2 separate regions of the Mus musculus genome follow, and region 2 is linked to region 1. A link is a contact called in public Micro-C data. All regions are on one chromosome and are shown on one strand. Each heading gives the region's core, a stretch centred on a gene start, on an enhancer-like site or on the middle of the called end of the contact. The rest is flanking DNA. Distances are from core to core; before and after follow the strand shown.

What was found. Hi-C and Micro-C count contacts between places; a contact is called where the count stands out from the background.
Region 2: a Micro-C map of embryonic stem cells shows a contact between it and region 1, with 5 times the contacts expected there. The contact joins the promoter of Pdcd4 here to the promoter of Rbm20 in region 1. A contact is called at or near these places in 5 of 39 promoter capture datasets (the 3T3-L1 cell line, the SN4741 cell line, embryonic stem cells and 2 more), 3 of 484 Hi-C or Micro-C datasets (embryonic stem cells, nephron progenitors and olfactory sensory neurons), 4 of 115 datasets of contacts at active chromatin or transcription factors (forebrain, memory CD8 T cells, pancreatic cancer cells and 1 more) and 1 of 9 other capture datasets (pancreatic islet).

The regions. Positions count from the first base shown.
Region 1 is chr19:53,675,833-53,678,818 of GRCm38.p6, reverse strand. Rbm20 (RNA binding motif protein 20) reads right to left here and starts at 1,513. Exons shown (of 14, transcript NM_001170847.1): 1 at 1,227-1,513. The coding sequence starts at 1,411.
Region 2 is chr19:53,901,821-53,904,806 of GRCm38.p6, reverse strand. It overlaps Pdcd4 (programmed cell death 4), which reads right to left and starts at 1,456. Exons shown (of 12, transcript NM_001168491.1): 1 at 1,319-1,456. It overlaps Gm30990 (basic salivary proline-rich protein 2-like), which reads left to right and starts at 203. Exons shown (of 8, transcript XM_030251154.1): 1 at 203-224; 2 at 735-2,986. The coding sequence starts at 203. The coding sequence ends at 1,936.

The DNA.
Region 1 (2,986 bases), core at 264-2,763:
TGGACCGCTTTACAAAGAGAGGAAAAAGGACCACCTTAGGAAACTTTTCACTTTTAAAAAGTTGCAAATTGCAAGTAGCTAAAAGTTATGTAAAATATCAAAGTTAAATAGGACTTTAGGAGTCAACCAGCCAACAGATAGGAAACCATTTTGTCCTGAAACGCGACACCCCCCCTCCCTGTTATTGATGGCAAATTTGAGTTTTCACTCTTTTCTATTAGATAACTCGCTTTTTAAAGCCATTCAGAGTTGACTACTATTTGCTTCCATTTCCTTTTCCATGTTTGCTTTTTTTTTCCTTAGTGCATCGTAGTGAGTTTACAGAATCCCCAAGATCAGAACAGCCAACAAAAAACCCCAGCTCCTCATGTGAGTTTTCCTGAGTTTACATGTTCCAATTAGACTTGTGGAAACACTCAAACTATTTTTCAGGACTTTGTCACAGGTGGACCAAGCCTGAAGCAAAATAAAGAGCCTTCGAACAATCCGACATTCTAGGCCTCAAACTGTCAAAACAATGCTTTTTAAGGAGCCGAGGGAGTAAAACACCAGCGGTTTACCTCTACGCTTCCCAGACGGGATAAGGGGCTTCCTGGGACCCCTGACCACCCCAGCTTACCAAACCAATGAAAAGAAGAACGGTGAGGTTCACCACGGTATCTAGGGGAAACCTTTTCTGCAGCTGAGAACTCCTTGCAAGGGCCATGTTGTAAACTGTTTGCGCGTTGTTTACAGGCCCTCAACTCCCTTTGTCCCAAATCTCTAGTTGACTCCACTAAAGGTAGTTTTGTTCTCAGTGGCGATTTATCACACACCCTTCACTAAGCGCTCACACTCACGCTTGACCCGTCATCGTCACCGTAATACATTCCAGTGGTCTCTAAGGATCAGAAGGATGAAAAAAATAGTCTCTGGGTCATTTCCCCCAACTTCGAGCTTATGAAGTTAAAACAGATCCAGTACCATCAGAAGAGAAAAGAGAACACATAAGAAAAGGCAAAAATTATGCCCCACCACCACCACCACCACACACTAATAACTTGACTGCGTTCTACCCAATATCACCAACAAGCCAGAATGACACCGACCCAGCTCAGAGCGCCAACAACACTTCAAACACAAGCGGGGCGGGCGAAGTTTAGCAAAGGATGGAAATGAAGCCACAAAAGAGGGCCCCTGGTGTGTGTCCCAGGCTCACCCCAGCCCCACTCCATTCTCCCTCTTACTTTTGGATGATCTGGGGCAGGCTGGCTTGAGGCTGAGGCGGTGGCGGTGGCGGCAGAGGCTGCATCCCTTGCTGGCCCTGGGGCACGGAGGGCCCCTGAACACCGGGCATAACGCAGGCATCTCTGTCGGGTTGCTCCGGACCGCTGGGATCCGCGTCCTGGCTCATGGCTACTGCCAGCACCATGCGCGGCGACACCGGCCCGGGCTCGCAGCGAAAGAGCGCGCGGGAGGGGCGGTCCCGGAACACAAGCGCTCACTGGCCGGGGTCCCTGTGCCCAGTCCCCTTGTCCTTCTCGGTGGCGTGGGGAGGAGACGAGAAGGGTGGGGAGGAGACAGTCCCCGCGGCGCCGCCTCCTCCACCTCCCGGCGCTCAAGCTGGAGAGGCTGCGGAGGGGGCGGGGGACAGGGACAGGAACAGGGGGCGTCCCCGGGGCCACGGAAGCCGCGAGACGCCCAGGAGCTGCTGCGCGCGGGGTGACCGGGACAACTGTGCCTGTCCACCCGAGGCACAGTGAGTAGCAGCCGCCACCCGCCACCGCGAGCCCTTCGGGGTGACCAGCCAGGCGCTCCTCAGCGCGACACCCTCGTGAGAGGGCGACACGCCGGCCCGCCCCGCAGCCGCCCTCCGCCGCCTTGTAGTTTCTTCCGGAGCTCACAGGCTGCCCGGCTCCGGCAGAGTCCCGAGGACATCGCCAGCGCGAAGTGCGCCCGGGGCTTGGCATCCTCCTGCGGCTGGAGCCCAGCCAGCGCCTCTGGAAGGACCCGACACTGTCACATCCTTCCCTAGGTGGGTGGGACTGCGATCTCGGGGCCCAGATGATCAGGCCCCGGAGCTCACCACGCTGGTAGTTCCAGCTGTCGCTTCGGGGGTCCCAAAGGCGACGGACAGGGTAGCAGTGGATTCATTTCTTTGAATTTTCCCACGAGAGCAAAAGAAAACCAGGCACACGTTTCTTTCATATTTATTGGCAGCGTCTCTGGAAATTTAAAGGATAAGGAAGAGAGTTCACCGACTCTGTTAATTGCCCGGAGCCCACCTGCGCCGGACACCCGTGTGCACCGGGGTGGCAGCTGTGCGACGCACTTGTGAGGCTCTGAGGGCGGAGCAGCTGGAGACGGCGACAGGGGACACCTGCTCCCGCAGACCCTCCTGCACCTGAGCACCGGCCGGGGAGTGGCCGCCTCGTGCTCTCTCGGACTGTGCTGTTCCGTGGTGTTCCAGACACGGACGCCCGCGGCCAAATTCCTCTCTCGTGCGTTATAAGCCAGAGGGCAGCGAGCTGATCCCACAGCCTGAAGTCCTGCCTGCCTGCTTCACACACCAGAAAATTCTAAAGATGTCTCAAAACCTGACAACTGCTTGAACTCTCTGAAAGATACTTTTTGTCCCTCCTGACTCTTGTGTCAATTTCCCCTTGAAACTGCCTACTCTGCCACCCTACCTTAGAGAGCTTCTCTCTCTCTCTCTCTCTCTCTCTCTCTCTCTCTCTCTCTCTCTCTCTCTCTCATTGCCAATTAGAGTTACGATTATTTGTATTAAACATCACACACATCATTCACAATTCACACAAGTCTGACAAACAAACAAACAAACAAACAAACAAAACAGAACGTGTGGCGGCGGGTGGCACATGCCTTTAGTCCCAGCTCTTCACTAGAGAGGCAAAGGCAGGGGGATCTCTGTGAGTTGGAGACCAGCCTAATCTACAGAGCACCAGGACACCCGGGGAGACACAGAGAAAGACTGTCTCGAAAAAAA
Region 2 (2,986 bases), core at 207-2,706, 230 kb before region 1:
GCTGAAATTAACTGTTATCCAGTGCATTTCCTAAATGCCCGATAAATTACTTTGACATTTTGGAAGTCAAGTTTAGACCACATGTTAACTAGAAAATGACCTTAATTCTTCCCTGGGATGCAGTCACATTAATTAGCAACTTGCATTCTGCTAAGAGCACTCTACAACAATAACGCAAAAGCAACCACTACTGAGAGCAACCATGTACATTTATTTTTGCAGCCGTAACAAGTATTTTATTTTCCTCTACTCTTACCACGAGATAGATATAGATATATAGATAGATATCGCACGCATATTATGGATATAAATACGAGCACGAATATATATGCTAGGGCCTTCCCCTAAAATTTCAAACTCTTAAATCAAGAGTATTACAGCTGTGAAGCTATCAAAATGTCTTAAACGCAGCTCGTAGGCCTCACACCCACCCCTCACCCAGGCCCGGAGCCGCATTTTGAATCATTCATAGCAGGTAGTCGACTACAGAGGCTGGTTTACAGAGCCAGTTCCCAAGGAGGGGCTCGGGGAAGATAGGCGAGACCTACATCTGCAGTTCTGAGGCTGTTCAGGGAAAGCAAAAACAAAAAACCAAAACCAAAAACCAAAAAGCACGCCCTCTACGTACATTACAGTAGCGGACAGCCACGGGCAGCAGACACAGCATGCGTTCACAGAGAGGGGGCTCCCTTCTCGGCTTTGTTTTCTCTAGGTTGTATTGTACTTTTTTTAAGGGACCCTGTACAGGAGACTGCAAGGAGGAGTTGGCACAGGGCCGGGAGGGCAGCTGTCCCCGCCCCGTGCCCGCACCGACCGACGCCTGTCCCGCAGGACCCCAACCCTCCGGCAGCGGGCAGGGCCGGCCGAGGCGGACCAGGCCTCGGTTCGGGGCACCGACCCCTCACCGGATCTCCGTCCGGACGACACCCCTCTCCTACCGTCCCGTCCCCCGCGTCCAACTGCGTCGGACCGGGCGCCCGGAGGCTCCTCTCACCGCGAGCGCACGCAGCCACGCACGCCCGGCCGCCGGGGATGGGGCTGCGGAGGAGGGGGCGGGCCCGTGCTGCAGCTCCCCGGCCCGACCGACCCGGCCTCGGAGAGCGAGCACCGGCAGCTCCCCGCAGCCCCGGGCGTTGGGCGAGCGCCGGTGGCCGGAGGGCTCCAGGGCCAGCGTGGACAGGGACCGAGCGTCCCGACCCCCGCGGCGAGGCCTCCACGCCCCCTCCCCCTCCCAACGTGCGGCAGCCTCCGCCGACCCGGGCCTAAGGGACGAGGACGCCGCCCGCCCGAGCGTGCGAGCCGCGCCCACAGTACTGACCCCCTCGGGCCGCCGCCGCTCGCCCGGGTCTCCGGTCCGCCGGGCCCCGACCCCGTTCCTCAGCCTCCGCCGCCGCTGCCTCGGAGCGCCTCTGGCCCCGCTCGCTCTGTTTGTTTTTGTTTTGTTCTACCCAGTAACACGGGGGCGACGGCGTGGCGTCTATTGGCCGAGAGGAGGACGTCCCGCAGCCAATCGTGGCGGCCGAGCTGCAGCCGAGGCGGCGAGGCAGAGCTAGGGGAAGTGAGACGTGGAAATAGGGGCGGGGCTCAGGGGGGCGGGGCGCCGTCGGCGCATGCGCGCTGGGCTTGGGACCCGCTCGGCCACCAGCCAGAGTGGGGGTTAAGTGCAGAGGGCCGGGTTGTGAAAGCGGGCGGAGGGCTGTGCCGGGCTGGGGGCTGGGGGCTGGGGCGCGGCTCGTGGACCAGACCGGCCAGTCCTCTCTACAGGGCGTCTCAGCCCAATTCTAGGGCGGTTGTGGATTTCCTGAGGTCCCCACTATTTCTGGGCGTCTGGGAGAATCTGCAACCACTACTTAACTTCTGCCCGCTGGTCCTTGCTCTCGCGTGGCTCCTGCCGTGTGTCCACGTGCTCAGGAAGTTTCTCGCAGGAAAAGCCTAACCCCTTTGAGATAAAAATCGCTCCCTTTTCCCAGATAAAGAGATACAAAAACTGAAGTCCCTTTGCTAACCAGCCAGGCCACTATGGTGCTTGCATTCTTTCCAAAGCTGGGTTTCTCAACCATGGCTATGGTTTGTGTATTGAATCAGCCCTCTCTAGCTGTCTTCTGTGACGTTTCCTTCTGGCTGCCATCTCTAGCCTTCATTTTGTCTCGGATGTTATCGCCTGAGATAATGTGCAGCACCGTATGTTCTTCCTGTGCACCTGGAAAGTGACTGACCTGCTTTCTCTGGCCATGTTTACCTTTAGTCTGAATGGCAATACCAGAATGTTTCCCTTGGTCTTTTCAGAACTGAACTGCTCGATAGCAACCACCATCCCCTAACGTGGGCCTTTCTACCCCGGCTCTTACTGCCTGGTGTTATCTAATGTTCTTCACACACACACACACACACACACACACACACACACACACACCTTCACAAGCTCCCCACTGCCTCCCTGGAGTGCCTGCTTCTCAGCAGACACCCTAGAGCCCACAGTGCGACTTATAGGCTTCAAGGCTATGTCTGCACACCCTAACCCCTGGATACCCGTCCTCCTGAACCCACTTGGACAGCTCACTGCTCCGCATCCTCCCTTGTGTCTTGCCAGGTCTTTTATCATATCATCTCGAAATGTCTCTCCTAGATGGCCTCTCTGCCTGGTACATCTTATCCAAGTCTCTCAGCCTCCCTCAGTCTTTATCAAGTCTCATGCCAGTATGATCCATTTTCTGAAACCTGATTCCGCGGAGCACCAGCCAGTCTGCAGGGACTGAGGACATTCTGCCCGGCATTGTTTCATCTGAGTCCCAGTCCTGGCTTGTCCCACAAGCCCCGTGTCTCACTCACCCTTAGTATGGTGAGCTTGAGAGGTGCTTTGTAGATATATTATACCCATGTAATAAGTACGCCTTGTGCGAGCTCACAGAGAATCCCAAAAGTCAGTAGTCATCACCGGCTCTTGCTCGGGACTTCCTCACATGGCCAGCATCTAAAGCGTCACTTG